6 separate regions of the Mus musculus genome follow, and all the other regions are linked to region 4. A link is a contact called in public promoter capture Hi-C data. All regions are on one chromosome and are shown on one strand. Each heading gives the region's core, a stretch centred on a gene start, on an enhancer-like site or on the middle of the called end of the contact. The rest is flanking DNA. Distances are from core to core; before and after follow the strand shown.

Region 1 (2,700 bases), core at 187-2,686, 350 kb before region 4:
TGTCCCGGAGTGTGTACTACTCTCCGAGCTGTACACTTTAGCCTCCTCCGGCCCGGGGGTGGACGCCTTAGTTGCACCAGTTCCAGTGCCAGGGGATGTGCTGGACCCAAGGCTTGCAACCTCCTGAAGTTGCGGAGCGGGTCCTGAATTGAGGGTCACTGCCCCTTCAGAGGGCTGAATTGGACCAGGACTGCGGACTACAGGGTTCCCGGAATGCAAGAGGGAGCCAGGACCGCGAAGCAAGGCTACTCCGGGGGGTAATCCGGTGTCTGTTTGCATACCTCTGGCACTGCCAGGTACTGCCCTAGAAACCCCCCCAGGGGATTCTGCACTGAGGCCACTAACAGGTGCGAGAGACTCCGGCTTCTCCATAGCTCAACTTGGTAACCACTTCAATTCCACTGCCTACCCTTCTAGCTGCACATAGCCCTGCCCGTTGGCCCTGCCCCCATCGCGGCGGGCGGTGGGCGCTGGGGGCTCCGGGTCAGACCGGACCTCCTCTGCCTCTTCTCCCTGGCGCTGAGGCAGGTGAAAGGTCGACTATCAGACTTCAGCCTGGGAGTTCCTCCGCACACCCTTCCCTTATTGTTACACCCCAAGACTTTCTTTGTCTCTGTAATTTGTTCCCGCCCTTCTCCATCACCGCCCTTCTCCGAATCAACCAATCACAGTCAAGGGGCCTGGCCAGCGGTGAGGAGCCTTGTGATGTCACAGCCCCGCAACACCAGGGAGAGCCTGAGTAGGGCTGGGTTCTGTTAATAGCTCTCAGGTAACCTCTCAGAGGTGTCCGCTCTGTCCCTTGAGATTACCCAACGGGACACCGCTAGGATTTTTATTAGTAACTTTTAAGATTTAAGAGTTTCATTGGCACAGAGCTCAAGTTGGCCTTGAAATGTGTGCGGGTAGGAGAGGTGTGATGCAAAGTCTGTGGGGCCGGAGCGGGGTGAGGTGCGAGACTGGGTCAAGGAGAGGTGTGATGCGTGATCGGATTGCGACATTTCCGGCCTCGGCACTGTGAAGGGCTGAGACTTGGATTTATAAAACTACTTTTTCTCTGTCCCGAAGATAGCGTTTACTTCCATCGCCTTAAAGCGTGCGGTGTTAGGGGAAGCCACCAGCCCTTGCGTTAAGGCGAATGCTCTAATATGTCGCTTTTCCCTAACAAGGGTTGGGTCCAAGGCGCCGGGCGACGTCGCAAAGTGTATCTGGGCGCCAGCACGCCTTCGTCGCAAAGACGCCTGCGGCGGGCGATTCTGCCATCCACTGTCGCAAAAGCAGCCCAAATCTTCCCGGCTCTCGTAGCCTCTGTCGTCCCGCTGGGCCGTAAAGCAGTCCCCCGACCCCGTCGTCCTTCCGTTCCCCTCGTGAGAGACCTCGGTTCCTTAGCTGCGGACGCTTCAGTGCCGTAAAGCACACCAGGCCCCAGCCCCCCGGCCGTATTCCCCCAGGGCGTCTGGCCGCCGCGGTTGCCACGGTGCCGCCAAGCGCGGCTGTCGCGCGGCCGCGGTATCAGCGGCGATGGCGGCGGGGTCGGGTGGGAGTGGGGGCTCTGGGGCGGGCCCCGGGCCAGGACCGGGGCCCGGCGGGGGTGGGGGCCCTGGCAGCAGCGGACCAGGCCTGGGGTCCGGCGGGGGTCTCGGCGGTGGCGGGGAGCTGCACCCGCGCACCGGGCGCTTGGTCAGCCTGTCGGCCTGCGGGCGCACGGCGCGGCGGCAGCAGCCGGGCCAAGAGTTTAACCACGGGCTGGTGCTGAGCCGAGAACCCTTGCGCGATGGACGCGTCTTCACCGTCCGCATCGACCGCAAGGTGCAAAGCCGGGGCAGCTGAAACGAGGTGTGGAGGGGAGTGGGAGGGGACGGGAGGGAGAAGCGGTAGGACTGCCAGAAGGTCTGCATCTCCAACCGAGCCTCCAGGTACCGATAGCGAGCCGGCACACTGTAGTGCACCGGGGAAGAGAAAGGAGAAGGACACGGAGCAGACACATTCATTCTGAAGGAGCATTCGTTTCCCGCAGGACAGGGAGCCAGGGTCCGGTGGTTAGAATGGCTAGTGAACACGTCTAGCACAATCTCTTAGGGATGGAAGACTGACAGGTGCCCGAGATGGAAGAGTAGAGAAATAATAAAAAGCGCAAACTGTTGACAAACGTCCCAAACCAGAAAGATAGATGAGGAGACATGCGAAAAAGGGAGTGTATGTGACTTGCTTGACTCCAAAACGAATTTGGAAAGAGAAGAGAATGAATTTGGGTGGAGCTTTGCCCTACTAGAGTATTGGGGTTGGGAATGAGAGTGATGTAGGAGAGCGAGCATTGTGGACCTAAGAAGCATGGGATTGGAGTGGCTGAGGAGCTACAGAGACTGGGAAGTAAGAGGAGATCGGGTTAAAACCAGGGCCTTTAACCAGCTTGTTCAGTGGGTAGAGGGGGTGATGTGCTAAAACACGTGTCAGCAGACACAGATGCTGAGAGCCAGTGGGTCCTGGTAGTTATGGAGGCTAGTTCCAAAAATTATTTGTGTGTCTATGTCAGTGGCCTCAGAGGACAGGGTGAGAGGCACACGGTGCTCTGGAATGTGGCCTCTGGTGATGGGATTTCATACAGAAACTCTGTCCACCACCCTCTCATAGGTCAACTCCTGGAGTGGCTCCATTGAGATTGGAGTGACAGCACTGGATCCCAGTGTGTTGGACTTCCCGAGC
Region 2 (2,700 bases), core at 58-2,557, 360 kb after region 4:
AATAGAGACGAAGTAAGGTGGATGAATAGGCCAGGGATCAGTCCTGACACGGTAGGACCCTTTGAGAATAGTTTTTACCAGCCCCAGCAGGGCCAGGCCAGACTTCTGGCTTCAGTGTTTCTATATCTGGGTCTTGTAAAAACCTCATTGGCTATCAACTAGATAAACATTCTTTAGGTTAGAAGGAGCCAAGAGCAAAATTGAACCAATTGCCTCCAAGTGCCTGACCAAACCACCCACCCATCTTCTACTTCCCTGAGGAGTTGGACCCACCCACATGACCACACAACCCCTCCTGCAAGTTCACAAACCAGATTTATTGTCAGCGGCCTGTTTTCAAAATCTCTTTCTTGGGGGGTGGGGGAGAGGTGGGTGCCAGTGCAGGCTCATGGTTGGATGCACGGTGGGTAAGGGAGATCAGGAACTTGGTTGAAGTAACCCCCAAGGAAGATGAGAGTAGAACCAACGCTGAAGAGCACCAAAGCTGCCCAAAAACAGACATTGTCCAGGGCCTTCCCCATACGCACCCAGTCGGACAGTTCCTGTGAGAGAGAGCTTAGCGAGGGAGGAGCCTGGAGGGCGGGGCATCTAGCACTGCTCCGCCTCAACCTCCCAACCCACCTCTCCAGTGGCTTCCTGGTCTCTTGTGCTCTCAGCCACAAAGTTCACAGCATCCACACAGCAGCGGATTTCTGGGGCTGCAGCACCCAGGTTCTGGCAGAGGGCTGCTGCTAAGGCAACAGCAAGCGCTAGGTCATTAAAAGAGCGTCCCTAACGGCGAGTGTATGCCTTTGACCCAAGAGCAGTGCTTACCGGTCCAAGTTCCGTGCCGATGCCTCTGACCCTCAAACACGAGTTCGCTCCGCGGCTTTTTCAAGATGAGCTCCTCCGCTCTGAGCAGAATGCCCACAGACGAGGCACGCCTCGCTGGTGAGGCAGTTCGGGGATCCTCTGGGGGTGGGCTCGAGCCCAGGAGACGCGGCAGCAGCTCTAATAAAATCTGCAGCCGGGGCAGAGAGAGGTTCCAAGCCCGCTTCCCACCCCTGGGCAGTACTTTCTCCAACCAGCGCTTACCTGGCGCAGCCGAGGGGATGTAGCATGAGTCGTTGGCGTCCTCAAAGATACGTTGAGCACGATGACGCAATTCATGACAATGAGCGTGGCAACCACCATGACGAATATAAGATACCTGATATACAGAAGCCTGATGTCACAGCACCCCACAAACAAGGCACTAGCTGCCCTCTACCTCACAAATACCACCTCCGCACAGCTGGTGGCGTTACTTCTTGATCCTCCTCAACGATGCCAGTATTGTCCTGGCCCTTCTGCATATACCATCTGTTGCGGACATGAAGGGGATTCCCAGCAATTTGGACACCCTGCTGTGGGTCTACCACTTCCACAGCTCCACCGAGGTGAGGGTATTAGAATGGCAGAATCTGGAGAGGTCCCCAGCTCTTCCTGCTATGGCCCTTTCCATGTGATCATTCCACTCACTACCCTTGCTCCTCCAGGTGGCCTTACAGCCTCCACTTCTATCTTCCCTGGAACTTGCTGTGGCCGCAGCTCACGAATATCTGGTGCAAAGGTTCAGAGAGCTTAAGTCCCAGGACCCCCTGGAATCCGACAAGTCGCCCACCCAGAAGGCCACCCTAGGGCTGGTGCTAAGAGAAGCTGCAGCCAGCATCATGAGCTTTGGAGCCACCTTGTTAGAGGTGCTGCTCTGGGAGGCTGAGGGATGGGAATAAAAGGGGGAGAGGGCTAGGCCAACAAAAGCAAGGACCTCTAGCCCATATGCCCCAATGTAGATCTCGGCCCTGTGGCTGCAGCAGGAGGTGCAGCGACTGGACGGCGGCAACGACTGCCCAGGCCCAGCCCCAGACACTGGGGATCCTGGTAGGGCGCTGGCCCGTGTAGCCCTGGCCGCAGGGCAGGGGATTCGGCAAGCTGGAACGGCAGCTGGCGCAAGTGCCCGGTACCTGATCCAGGGGGCGTGGTTGTACCTGTGTGGACGAGGTTTGCACGGGTCTACCTCATCTCTGCCACAAACCCTATGCCAACTGGGCCTTGGGGTCCCTGGGGATCCGGTGCGTTTGGGATAAAGGGTGCGACATGGGTCAGAGGAGGTATGATTAAGGAGATGCTGAACTATACTGTCCTCTTAACAGAGAGACTCGGGAAACCTCAAGGTGTCGCCCAGCAGCAGTGAGGAGAATGGGGGAACAGATAATCCATCACTGTCCCAGTCCAACCCTGTGTCCAAATAAAAGTCCAGAACGGGACAACACCAGGTCCCTATGCAAGCCTTCTTTGGCTACATTCTCCATGCATGCCCCTATCTCTGTGGGATCCACTTTGAGATTACCTGCCCAGCAGTGGCACGCTCAGAGAAGTCTCTGGAATTTTCTGGGCAATTAGAAACAAGAAGACAGTCTGGGCTAGCAGGACGTTGATAGAGACCGTGCATTTCTGGCCACCAGCTAGAGGGAGCAAGCTGTGAGAGGCAAGCCAGGGAGCAAGCCCAGCCTGGGGTTCAGGAGTCAGGGTCACCCCTTACCCTGCGCAGGCAGGAAGTAAGCGAGCAGCACCAAGCCAGAAATGAGCACGCAAGGCACAATGATGTTAATGACGTAAAAAAGCGGCTTCCGGCGGATGATGAGCGTATAGATGACGTCAGTTTCTCCAGGACCTTCTGTG
Region 3 (2,700 bases), core at 26-2,525, 460 kb before region 4:
ATGCAAGCAAAACACCCATTCACATAAAATAAAAATAGAATAATTTAAGAAATAACTGAAGAGATTGAACTAGCCACCCTAAAGTGATGTTCAACCTGCATGCAGTTCAGGATCTTTCAAGGATGGGAATTCAAATTAGTGATCCCCAAACTTGTATCTTAAATTTGTTGATCGAAAATTCTGTTTCAGTTATTATATGTGTACGTTGTGAGTTACTATTAAAAAAAAATCTTACTGGGATGAGGACTCCAGGAGATTAATATAAAGGAAACAGGGTGCCTTTCCCTAACCCACGAGGTCTCCATACCAGGTCTAAGTACACCTTTGTGCTCATTTCTTCATCCTTCTCGTTCTAGAATGGAAAAGTTAAAAGGCAGAAGTGAAATGAAGTGGGTGGAAACGAGGGTTCGGTGAGTTACTTTCTCCATGGAATCTCTAGTCCCTTTCTCTAAATTGCACCTTCTTGGGTGCAAACTCCATCTCATATCAATCTCGAAACACCAGCCTTGGTGCCTGCTTTCCTTTCTTTTACGTCGAGGTTAAGTCACGGGCCACGCCCGGCGTCTAATGGATACAACTCTGAATCTCCGCTCAGAGTTGTTTATTGACTGCTTAGGTACCAAGCTCTGCTGGACTTTGCTAGAATATTACACAGCCCCGCCTCGAGGTCCTCCCGGTAGCAGGTCCTTCTGCCCCAGCTCCGCCTCAAAACCCGCCCACAGGCGAGTTAGCAGAACAGTATTCTGTACCTATCATAGAGGCCTCGCCCATGAACTAGTTCATTGGTCTGATTTTTACCCAATCACCGCCAAAGGCTTGTCTGCCTCTTAGCATAACCCGCCCGCCCCCAGGCTGTCGATCTTCTGGGCAGCGTCTAAAGCCACGCCCCCAGTCGGTCCTGCCCAGCGACTCCACCCGCAGTGCCGCTCTCACCAGGCTGATGAGTTGCGCCAGGGTGAGGCCGATGCTGACCCCGACGCGGTCTCCCACCTCCCGCGCCGGCCTCACCGAGCTATCATAGTTGGAGAAAAGTTTCTTAATCAGTTGGCCTTCGGCTTCCGACCCGCGGGCGCCTGACGAAGGAAAGCACTAAGTGACGCTCCCGGGGCTGGCCGTGACCATTGCTCATCACTGCCTCTTGGAGACCCAAACTGACTTACCTGGGGCGAGGGGCGTCCCGAGTACCCCTAGAAGCAGAAGCAGCGCCCCTAAGGCCATGGCCCTGCCTCTTTCGCTCAGTGAAGTTTGTCCGGATAGCGGCCTCAGGCCAGGGGAAGTGACGAGGCGCCCAGGAATGTGCACCTGTTGTCGGGGGACCAGACGCCAGCCCACCCGCCCCGCCCTCGGGACTTGGTCCCGCCCGGAGCAACTGCAGTCGCCCTCCACTCACAAATGTCAGATAACACTCCGGTTGTATAAATCATCTTTAATTACAGAAAGCATGAAGTGGAGACCCCGTCCCCTGAGAGCAGTGCCAGGAGATGGGCGGAGCCTGAGCGGGGTTTGTATGAGGGAGGGGGGCATCTCTTGCAACAAGCCAGAAGTAAAAGGGCCTGAGGAAAAGTGACCTGTCTTTGAGCACTAGCCCCTCCCTTAGGACCTCAATAGACGTTTCCACCTACATCTGCTAGACTCAGAATCTACCTCCTATTTTACTAGAGGTTCCCCATGGCTTTCTCCGTTTTTCAGGTCCTTTTTGGGTACTTAGAACCCACCTGAGGTTTAAAAGCTGTAAAGTAAAGTAAATTCTATTTAGTTAGAAGCTCTGGGGATACATATGAGGTCTGGGAGCCCAAGAGGCTCCTCGTTTCCTAAGCCTGACCTGTAGAGGGCTCGGAGAAGTTGAACTTATTGCTGAGTTGGGGGTCTCTCTGCTGTGAGGGGGAGTCAAGGCTGTGTCCCTATTTGTCCTTTTTAATTCTAGAGTTATTCTCATTGTAGACCTTAGCTTCCTGTTGTTTGAGACAGGGTCTCACATAGCCTAGGCTGGCCCTGACCTCACTAGGTAGCCCAGGCTAGCCTTTTATTTCCTGATTCTCCTCCTCTCCTTTACCTCACAGATGCAGCATACCATATCAGAACGAAAGTCCTCAGCTTTAAAAGGGATCTGGAAGGAATTCCTGCTGAGGTAGCTAAGTGTTCAGACACAGGTTCAATCATACCATGGCATTTTCTCCCTCTCAGCTTCCCTTCTAGGAGCCAGGTATATTCTTCCAGAATTCCTGTATCTTTCCCCAGACTCTTGTCTCCCTGGCAGAACCCTAGTTGGAATGCTGAAACTAGAAACCATGTAAAAGTAAGGTTAGTATTCTGGAGGGACTATTTTTAGAAAATTATTTAGGAAAAGCAAGAAGTGGTTCTTGATCCGTTCAGTACTGATTAGTTCTCTCTCTCTCTCTCTCTCTCTCTCTCTTTCTCTCTCTCTCTCTCTGTGTGTGTGTGTGTGTGTGTGTGTGTATGTGTGTGTGTGTATTGGCTTTTGAGACAGGGTTTTGCTATTGTAGCCCAGGATGGCCTCCAACTCAGGATCTGTCTGATTCAGCCTCCCGGGTGCTGAATTACAGGTGTGTGCCACCAAGCACAGCTCAGAGCCAATCAGTTTTTAATTAATCATAGCTGAGTTCTACCCATAGCTCATCCTTTAATTGCTAGAGAAAGTGGAAGGGTAGGTCTAGAACTTACTCTAGTACAATAATATGG
Region 4 (2,700 bases), core at 42-2,541:
CGAATCACAGTACTACTGTTTTCTTTACTTCTCCATTTGTGTCCCCGGCTCCATGACCTTCTTTCTATCTAGGAAAACAGAGTCTCCAGATCTCTTACTTCCCTCTTTAATTCATTTGCAACATCACTTATCCTGGGAAACACTTGGGGAATTCATAACTTCTCATTTCCTCACTTGCGCCCTAGAAACTCACTGTTCCGTTTCTGCCCACCCTTTCTCCAAGTTCTTTCCCTCTCCTCCTCTTTAGCCCTATTCCTCCACACCCTCGCCGCCAGCACTGCCCTTTCCCTCTTCGTCCACTCCCCCAGGGTAGGATGCTGCCCCGCTCACCTGTCCCCTCCGGGAGGCTCAGGATTCCCTCTCCCTGCACCCAGCGGTAGCAGGGAAACACGGCCTCTGCACTTGTCCCCGGCCCCTGAACTGTGATGAGGTTGCAGAACCAGGCGTCATCCACAACTGTGTGCTGTTTGTGCAGTTTCACAAACTGCAGTGGCCCCAAGTCCTCGGGAACGTCGAAGTCAAACTCCTCCTCCTGCGGGGACCACACTTAATAGAAGGGATTGGGAGAAGCCTTTCGGTGGCCGAGCCTCCCCTTTGTGGAGCCTCAGCTTACCGCAGCCGTCAAAGAACACACCTCGCCCCTGCTCTCCTTCCCTCTTCCACCCCTAACCTGTCTGGCGGGTCTAAGATGTCCCATTTCTGAGGGAAGACCAGCGTCTACAGCGCGCTGACCAGAGATTTGAGCAGATGATGACGATCATCGCCTGTCTCATCCCGTTCACTGAGCTCCCACCACACCGGAACTTGGAGGAGCTTCGACTGACCTCAAGTCCTGTATTTAAATCGGCTCTGGGGCTAAGAATGCAGGACTCAGAGGGCTGCCTGGGCTGGGGTGTGGGAAAGGAGACCACCCGGGGCCCGTAGTTGACATCACTCCCGGTGTCCCACCTCTACAAATCTCCATCGCGGTCTTACTGTCACAGACCCTAGTCTCCTGTCCCTTGCCATCCTCCTACTCTCTGCTTGGACAGTAGAGGGCCCCAGTTCTTGCTCACTGACCTTGCCCCGCGCTGGCCGCAGTTGCAGCTCCAGTTTCGCCTCCCGGTGCTCCCCAACCAGCCACAAACGCACTAGGTTGAGGGATCCGGAGAAGAGCCAGGCCCCAGTGACCACACGGACGCGGTAGCGGCCCATGGCTCCCTCTGGCCTCTCAGGAGGCGATCCAAGTTAAGTTCAATTCGAAGACCGCCCAGGGCCACCGTCGCCTCGGGGCCAGGTCCAAAACTTTAAAAAGATGGATCTGTGTCCCCGCCCTCACAACTCCTAGGCACTCCCAAGTCCCCGCCCCAGACTAGTCTGAACCTGCTAGCCCAGCCCAAGAACAGGCTTTGGGAAAGGGGTGTGCGTTTGGATCAGCTACAGTGGGAGCTAAGGAGGCCCTTCCCAAGGTCTCTGGGCTTTTAGGAGAACTTGCAAAGGGGTTGAAACCATTTTTCAAACGGAGGGAAAAGAAGTGTCTTTTCTGGGCTGAGAGGAATGCCTATAGCAGGTGAGCCTGGGAGGGCCTGGGGGATGCCCAGCTGCTAAAACCATCTGTGGTCCCCAAACACCCCCAGTCCCTGCTCTGTACTGCTTTTGAAGTCACCCCTTCAGTAAACCCCCAGGGATTCCCAGGCTGCCTTGAGCCTGAAAAGACAGCGTTTCCAGACTTAGAACCCCACCCCTGCCTTCTCCCCCACCCTCATGGTCTCCCACTCACCTGAACATAAGACTTTACGATTTCTTTTCCTTCCTTCCTTCCTTCCTTCCTTCCTTCCTTCCTTCCTTCCTTCTTTTCTCTCTTTCTCTCTTTAAAAAAAAAAGATTTACTTATTTTATGTATGTAAATACACTGTCACTGTCTTAGACACACCAGTAGAGGGCATCAGATCCCATTACAGATGGTTGTGAGCCACCATGTGGTTGCTGGGAACTGAACTCAGGACCTCTGGAAGAACAGTAAGCCCTTTTAACCGCTGAGCCATCTCTCCAGCTCCGACTTTAAGATTTCAAATACACAAAAGTGTCATGGGCCACGCATCTTGAGGGAGGCCAAGGACAGTGAATGATTTTGTCCAACCTCCTCCAGATCTCGGATGCAGAGTACCAGTCTGGGTAGGAGGGTGCAGTATAGAATCAGTTACAGTCCAGTGGGTGGGTTTCACGAGTTTATTTCTTCCAGGTAAGGAGAGTGAGCCTTTCTTTAGTGGAGCCCAGGTTGGATTTTCTTCCCAAGTTATCTCCTGGCCTTGGGTCTCAGAAAAGTAAAGTCATGAGCAGCGGTGAGAATGACACTTGGTTAGGGACCTTGTGAATAGTGGGAAACTTGTTCAGGACTCAGATTTTGTCACATGTACATGTCCCTAACTAGGTTCCTGTAAACTAAGATGTTCTAGTTTGGTGGCTAGGCCAGGGCCAGGAGGATCTGTTTTCTGGACCTAGGATGCTGCTGCTTGCAGGAAGGAAAAGTCTGAGACTTTCCAGGTCACACCTTCAGGCCTCCAAACCCTGGGCATGTCAGGTCCTTCGTGGGTTACTATTGCACACTCTCCAGGCCCATTCCTGCCTAGAAGTTCTGTGCTCTGGATTGGGTGTCTGTCAAGTGACAGCTCCCCCTCCTTTCAATGTTCCGGCGTCACTCTTTTCTCTACATCCCCTTGG
Region 5 (2,700 bases), core at 122-2,621, 380 kb after region 4:
AGTAGGCCTCTGAAGACCCTGTTTAGGTACTTCAGATTGCCTTTTGAGAACTGTCAGGAGGCACTGGTGAGTTCTAGTAGTTGAAAGACTAGCAAATCTGCAGTTCTCCTAGGTGAAATAGAAGGGAAGTTAAAAAAATTTAGAAACCAACCAGAAGGCTACTGCAGCAAAGAAGATAGTGCCTTGGGCTGGGGAGTGGAAGATGGAAGGATTTCAAAGAGACCAGAGTTAAAATCAGGAGGATTTGATAGCAGGGTGTTAAGGTGGAAGGAGTATCAGGAAGTGTTTAAAAGGACCAGGTAACTGAGTAGCTGTGGACAACAGAGGAGGAGAAGCTATTTTTTTTTTTATGGGGCTTCTTTTTTGTTTGGTTTGCGGTCTCAGTATACAGCTCAGGATGGCCCCAAACTCATGATCTTCCTGCCTCTGCTTCCCATGGACTGGTGTTATAGACAGTCCTATACCTCAGGCCAGCAGATGAAGCTATTTGCATAATGAACTTGATTTTTAATATACTTGAGTTTTCGATGTTATTTTGTTGTTGTTGTCATTGTCGTCATTGTTATTATTGTTGTTTTAATGAGAAGGGTCTTCTTTTGTAGCTCAAGCTGGCTTCAAACTCATGGCCTTCCTGTCAGAACCTCTCAGTGATGTACACTGTTTCTATACTTGAAGAACATGTAAGAAGAGAACTCCAAGTGGCATCTAATGTTAAGTATGTAGGCCTCAGGAAACAGGATCTAGACTAGAGATAAAGACTTAAGTCTAGGGCAGAAGTGGTGATTAAATGCACAGCAAAGTATTTCCCAGGCACTTATGGGGTTATGATACAAAAACCTATGAAGCCTCTGGAAGCAGGTTTACTGCTCCAGAAAGCTAGAGGAAGCCACAGAGGAGTCTGAGAAGGACCAACCACACAGGCTAGAGAAAATGAGTGTCACTTGTCACATCCCCAGGAAGGAATAGTCCTGAGTATGGAGGCTACAAAAACAGTTTAGAGAATACCAGTCACGTGCCCAGGGGATGCAGACTAGAATGTCAGCAGTCCCCAGATTCGGGAGGGGCTCAGCTTAGGGTAGGAAGGTGGCATGGAGTGTAAGGAAGCATGACATCTCTAAGAACTGCTATGGAGAAGAGAGGCAGCACTCAAAGGAGCTTTTGAATGCTGGTGGCTAGTAGCTGCAAAGTCTCTAGATCTCTCCGGGGTGGAAGGAAAGTGAGAATGTAAAACCAAAAGGAGGGCTTTGGGGAATGCTGTGCAGAGAGCTGATAAGAGCCTTTGCCCGCAAGGGAGACTGTTCCCTGGGTCACAGGAGCTGATTATCAGGTTGTCATTTCCTCCCCAACTCTATCTCCTTCCTGCTCTTGGGCTGGCTCTCCTTGCAGCTAGTAGAGAGAAGGACCGAGTCATAGCCTGGAAGAAGCTCTGTTCCTCCAAAGGACTGTCTGTCTGACTGTAAGCTGGGGCTGGGACCAGAGGTGGAGAAGGTTCTAAGGAGGGAATAAGAACCAAGGGCTGGAGGCAGGGGTGGAAAAGGAGAGAAAAGTCTGGGAGGTGTGGAAGCTGTTTCTAGATGGGATCCTAAGAACTGCAGCAGTGAAGGGCTAAAAGCTGGGAAAATGATGTAATGGGTGGCATCCCTTTGCCCACAGGTTCATATGGCTCTCCTCATCTTGCTCTTCCTGCTGCCAAGTCCCTTGCATTCCCAGCACACTTGTAGTATCTCCAAAGTGACCAGCCTGCTGGAAGTAAACTGTGAGAACAAGAAGCTGACAGCACTGCCTGCAGACCTGCCAGCAGACACAGGCATCCTCCACCTGGGCGAGAACCAACTGGGTACCTTCTCCACAGCATCACTGGTGCATTTCACTCACCTCACTTATCTGTACCTGGATAGATGTGAGCTGACGAGCCTGCAGACCAATGGTAAACTGATAAAGCTGGAAAACCTGGACTTATCCCATAATAACCTGAAAAGCCTGCCCTCCCTAGGATGGGCATTGCCTGCACTCACTACTCTAGACGTCTCCTTCAACAAGTTGGGCTCACTGTCTCCTGGTGTCCTGGATGGCCTAAGCCAACTCCAAGAGCTCTACTTGCAGAACAATGATCTTAAGAGTCTGCCCCCCGGGCTCTTGTTGCCAACGACCAAGCTGAAGAAACTCAATCTGGCCAACAACAAATTGCGTGAGCTGCCCTCTGGGCTCCTAGATGGGCTGGAGGATCTTGATACCCTCTACCTTCAAAGGAACTGGCTTCGCACAATACCAAAGGGCTTCTTTGGGACCCTCCTCTTGCCTTTTGTTTTTCTCCACGCCAACAGCTGGTACTGTGATTGTGAAATCCTCTACTTCCGTCACTGGCTCCAGGAAAATGCCAACAATGTCTACTTATGGAAGCAGGGTGTGGATGTCAAGGACACAACTCCTAACGTGGCCAGTGTACGATGTGCCAACTTGGACAATGCGCCTGTCTACTCCTACCCAGGGAAGGGCTGCCCTACTAGTAGTGGTGACACAGACTATGATGACTATGATGATATCCCTGACGTCCCTGCCACAAGAACTGAGGTCAAGTTCTCTACTAACACTAAAGTTCATACTACCCACTGGAGCCTACTCGCCGCAGCACCTTCTACTTCTCAAGACAGCCAAATGATTTCTTTGCCTCCAACTCATAAACCCACTAAGAAACAATCT
Region 6 (2,700 bases), core at 186-2,685, 510 kb after region 4:
GAAGAGAACGAGGTACAGAGAGCTGCATCTTGTAGAAGCTGGAGGGGCAGAACAGTCCACGTCTTTCTTTATACCAGAAACAGAACTAGAGAAGTTGGTGTTTTCTTGCTCAGGTTTAGTTATTCCCTCCCTGTGCCCCCATCTCTCCCTTTGGGAATAGTCATGTGTATTCTGCACTGTTATATTTTGGAGCATCGGGATTACAGTTGCTCATGGGCTCTGGGGATTCGAACTCAGGTCCTTCCACTGCATGGCAAGTGCTTTAACTCCATGAGTCATCTCCCCAGCCCTTACCTCAGAACTAGTTACTCAAAACTAGTTACCCCCCCTGCCTTTTCTTCAAATGTCTTGTTTTTATTTCATTTATTTATTTTGTTTAACAGTACTAGGGGTTGAATTTAGGGCCTACCTAGCACATTCCAGGCAAGTGCTCGACCTCTAAGCCACACCCCCAGCCTCCTTTGCCTTTTCTCGGTTCAGATCTCCTTGTTTAGGTCTATTACAAAGACCATGGCTTCAGAAAAGACCTGATTCCTTACAAATGTTGCTTCAAACTGCACCACCTTCCCAGATAGCAACTGGAAGGAAGGACTGTTCAGTCTTATTTGTATCTAATGTTCACCTCTGGACCAGTCAGAAGGAAGGGGATAATGTGATTAGTCAAGCCAGGGCCACCACTGAGCATAATTAATTCAAGGCCAGTCCTAACTGCCTCAACCTCTCCCTCCCCCACACAGAGATCTACTTCACTGGGCTTGGTTGCTCACTTCAGCAGTTGGAAGGCTGAGGCAGGAGGATCACCACATTCATAGTCACATACGTGCTGTGCTAAAAGACCAAATTTATTCAAGAAGAGAGAAAGGCCAGCAAATAGTGCAGTTCCCATTGCCTGCGGAAAACGGAAATCACACTCAACCTTGAGTTTTTTGTCAAAGCATCACTCCCTGAAGCCTTCCTGACCTCAAAGCAGGCCTCCCCTCCCCCCTCGCTCCTAGAAGATGACAGGCGCACCCTAAATCTAGGAACCGGAGTTGACAGACTCTTGGAAAGCGGGAGGTGAGGCACAAACGCGGCTGCTCGACACGTCCCCGCGGGAAGCGTGGCGGAGTTTCGAGTTTTCCAGCCCACGGAAACGTCAGGGGCGCGCAGAGCGGCTGCTGCGGGGCGGAAGTGCATCCCCGGGGCCCGTCTAGGAAACCGGGAGGACCCTGCGCGTCAGTGGTCAAGGGACACAGTGGGTTTCGCGAGGTGCATGGGACATTCCAGCTAGCCGACCGGCCCTGTCCGACCGGGCGAAGATGGGGTGAATGTGGGCGAGAACGGCAGACGGGAAAGCTGAGACGGGCATGGGGGCGTGGGCTCGCTGGCCACCTGTTCCTCCCGCGAGTGCGGCTCGCGCGGATTGGCCGCAGTGCGCCCGGTACCGGAAGTGGCCGGCGTGGGTCGCCCGTGACACCAGACAACAGCTGCGGTTCTGTGCGCGCCGCGGTGCAGCGCCTCGGGCCCGGCGGAGGGAGCGTGGGCGGCATCCGCCAGCGGTGAGGCCTCTCTGGTTCCGTCGTGCCCGGGGGAGGAGGGCGCGGGGCTCCCGGCCTGGAGCTGGAGTTCTGACTGTAGGCCCGCCCCTGACTCGGGTTTGCTGTGTGACCTTGGACTTTATGGCATCGGGGGCTCCTACTCATTTGCACACGGAGAGGGTGGAGCCTGGGCACTGTCAGGGGCCCGATCCTAATTCTGCTTGCAGGCCTTGTCAGCCAGGGAAACTGGAGAAGCAGGCTCCGACACGGGCATGCCAAAGACCTATGCCTATTTTTCTTCTCTCTCTCTCTCTCTCTCATTTCATTCTCTAAGTATACTGCTAGAACGAATAGCAGGCAAAAATTGGGGGCCCCGTGGCATGTTGTGACCTGTGCTGGCAGGCAGGACATTGGCTTACTAAGGTTAAAGAAAGATGATAGAATTGGGACTAAAGAGAAGACACAGTAGTTCTTGCTGCTCTTCCAGAAGACCCTAGTTTGGTTCCCAGAACTCAAATCAGGCGCCTCGTATCATCTGTAACTCATGTGCACACACATCTATAACTCTGTAGCAACACACAACTACACATAGTTAAGAATAATAATAATAATCATAAATGAGACTGAATTGAGCACAGAATTGACAGAGTTCCCTTGATCCTGGATACCAAAGGAGGAAGATAAATAGTGTCTTGGGAGAAAGAACTTTTCTTGTTGTTGCCTTAGTTTGACTTTTTTTTTTTTTTTTGAGATAGGGTCTCCCTACATATCTCTGGCTAGTCTTGAACTCACTAGGTAGATCAGGTTGACTTAAGACTTTCAGAGATCCATCTGCTTCTGTCTTCCATGTGCTGATATTAAAGGTGTGGGTCATCGTGCTCGGCTAAGAACTTATTTTTATAAAACGTTGATACCAGTTATCTGTCAGACACTGCTCTGGTCTCTTTAGGGACAATGGTGAATGGAATCTTCAATTAACCTTTAAAACAACTGCAGACATTCACCCAGATAGCTCAGAAACCTCACTTAATGTTTTCCAGGTATCAGAAATGTGCTAAGCACTGAGGTTAACAAGATGAGTAGAATGTCATCCTTGGTCACATTGTAGAACAGTGGTGCTCAGCCTGTGAGGTGCAACCCCTCTGAGACTTGAATATCCCCTTTACAATATATACACTACCAC

What was found. Promoter capture Hi-C pulls out the DNA fragments that hold promoters and counts their contacts. Capture Hi-C pulls out chosen DNA fragments and counts their contacts.
Region 1: a contact with region 4 is called in a promoter capture Hi-C map of liver. The contact joins the promoter of Neurl4 here to the promoter of Alox12 in region 4. A contact is called at or near these places in 3 of 39 promoter capture datasets (hippocampal neurons, neural stem cells and pre-B cells), 1 of 484 Hi-C or Micro-C datasets (B cells), 1 of 115 datasets of contacts at active chromatin or transcription factors (pancreatic cancer cells) and 2 of 9 other capture datasets (liver and pancreatic islet).
Region 2: a promoter capture Hi-C map of embryonic stem cells shows a contact between it and region 4. The contact joins the promoter of 4930544D05Rik here to the promoter of Alox12 in region 4. A contact is called at or near these places in 8 of 39 promoter capture datasets (the 3T3-L1 cell line, cranial neural crest, embryonic stem cells and 5 more), 1 of 484 Hi-C or Micro-C datasets (cerebellum), 5 of 115 datasets of contacts at active chromatin or transcription factors (bone marrow-derived macrophages, embryonic stem cells and neural tube) and 3 of 9 other capture datasets (adipose tissue, embryonic stem cells and pancreatic islet).
Region 3: a promoter capture Hi-C map of liver shows a contact between it and region 4, with 2.5 times the contacts expected there. The contact joins the promoter of Chrnb1 here to the promoter of Alox12 in region 4. A contact is called at or near these places in 1 of 39 promoter capture datasets (liver), 2 of 115 datasets of contacts at active chromatin or transcription factors (bone marrow-derived macrophages and embryonic stem cells) and 1 of 9 other capture datasets (pancreatic islet).
Region 5: a contact with region 4 is called in a promoter capture Hi-C map of second pharyngeal arch cranial neural crest. The contact joins the promoter of Gp1ba here to the promoter of Alox12 in region 4. A contact is called at or near these places in 10 of 39 promoter capture datasets (the 3T3-L1 cell line, cranial neural crest, embryonic stem cells and 7 more), 1 of 484 Hi-C or Micro-C datasets (cerebellum), 3 of 115 datasets of contacts at active chromatin or transcription factors (T-cell acute lymphoblastic leukemia, bone marrow-derived macrophages and embryonic stem cells) and 3 of 9 other capture datasets (adipose tissue, liver and pancreatic islet).
Region 6: a promoter capture Hi-C map of second pharyngeal arch cranial neural crest shows a contact between it and region 4. The contact joins the promoter of Zfp3 here to the promoter of Alox12 in region 4. A contact is called at or near these places in 12 of 39 promoter capture datasets (cranial neural crest, embryonic stem cells, frontonasal cranial neural crest and 7 more), 2 of 15 datasets of contacts at CTCF or cohesin (large pre-B cells and stem cell-derived epiblast-like cells), 2 of 484 Hi-C or Micro-C datasets (CD4 T cells and cerebellum), 6 of 115 datasets of contacts at active chromatin or transcription factors (T-cell acute lymphoblastic leukemia, differentiating embryonic stem cells, embryonic basal ganglia and 3 more) and 1 of 9 other capture datasets (embryonic stem cells).

Annotation. Positions count from the first base shown.
Region 1 is chr11:69,900,380-69,903,079 of GRCm38.p6, forward strand. It overlaps Neurl4 (neuralized E3 ubiquitin protein ligase 4), which reads left to right and starts at 1,437. Exons shown (of 29, transcript NM_001013414.3): 1 at 1,437-1,806; 2 at 2,629-2,700. The coding sequence starts at 1,519. 2810408A11Rik (RIKEN cDNA 2810408A11 gene) reads right to left here and starts at 535. Exons shown (of 9, transcript NM_001382461.1): 1 at 1-535. The coding sequence starts at 372.
Region 2 is chr11:70,614,587-70,617,286 of GRCm38.p6, forward strand. It overlaps 4930544D05Rik (RIKEN cDNA 4930544D05 gene), which reads left to right and starts at 1,308. Exons shown (of 4, transcript NM_001145537.1): 1 at 1,308-1,418; 2 at 1,518-1,718; 3 at 1,812-2,019; 4 at 2,172-2,304. The coding sequence starts at 1,353. The coding sequence ends at 2,212. Chrne (cholinergic receptor, nicotinic, epsilon polypeptide) reads right to left here. Exons shown (of 12, transcript NM_009603.1): 7 at 2,561-2,700; 8 at 2,369-2,483; 9 at 1,075-1,189; 10 at 814-1,000; 11 at 622-728; 12 at 297-542. The coding sequence ends at 387.
Region 3 is chr11:69,794,662-69,797,361 of GRCm38.p6, forward strand. It overlaps Chrnb1 (cholinergic receptor, nicotinic, beta polypeptide 1 (muscle)), which reads right to left and starts at 1,276. Exons shown (of 11, transcript NM_009601.4): 1 at 1,161-1,276; 2 at 934-1,073; 3 at 308-352. The coding sequence starts at 1,218. It overlaps Fgf11 (fibroblast growth factor 11), which reads right to left. Exons shown (of 5, transcript NM_001362623.1): 5 at 1,407-2,700.
Region 4 is chr11:70,254,079-70,256,778 of GRCm38.p6, forward strand. Alox12 (arachidonate 12-lipoxygenase) reads right to left here and starts at 1,292. Exons shown (of 14, transcript NM_007440.5): 1 at 1,060-1,292; 2 at 331-532. The coding sequence starts at 1,194. The region is part of intron 2 of Gm40191 (a long non-coding RNA gene); the gene reads left to right.
Region 5 is chr11:70,637,751-70,640,450 of GRCm38.p6, forward strand. Gp1ba (glycoprotein 1b, alpha polypeptide) reads left to right here and starts at 1,372. Exons shown (of 2, transcript NM_010326.3): 1 at 1,372-1,448; 2 at 1,654-2,700. The coding sequence starts at 1,660.
Region 6 is chr11:70,763,012-70,765,711 of GRCm38.p6, forward strand. Zfp3 (zinc finger protein 3) reads left to right here and starts at 1,436. Exons shown (of 2, transcript NM_177565.3): 1 at 1,436-1,538.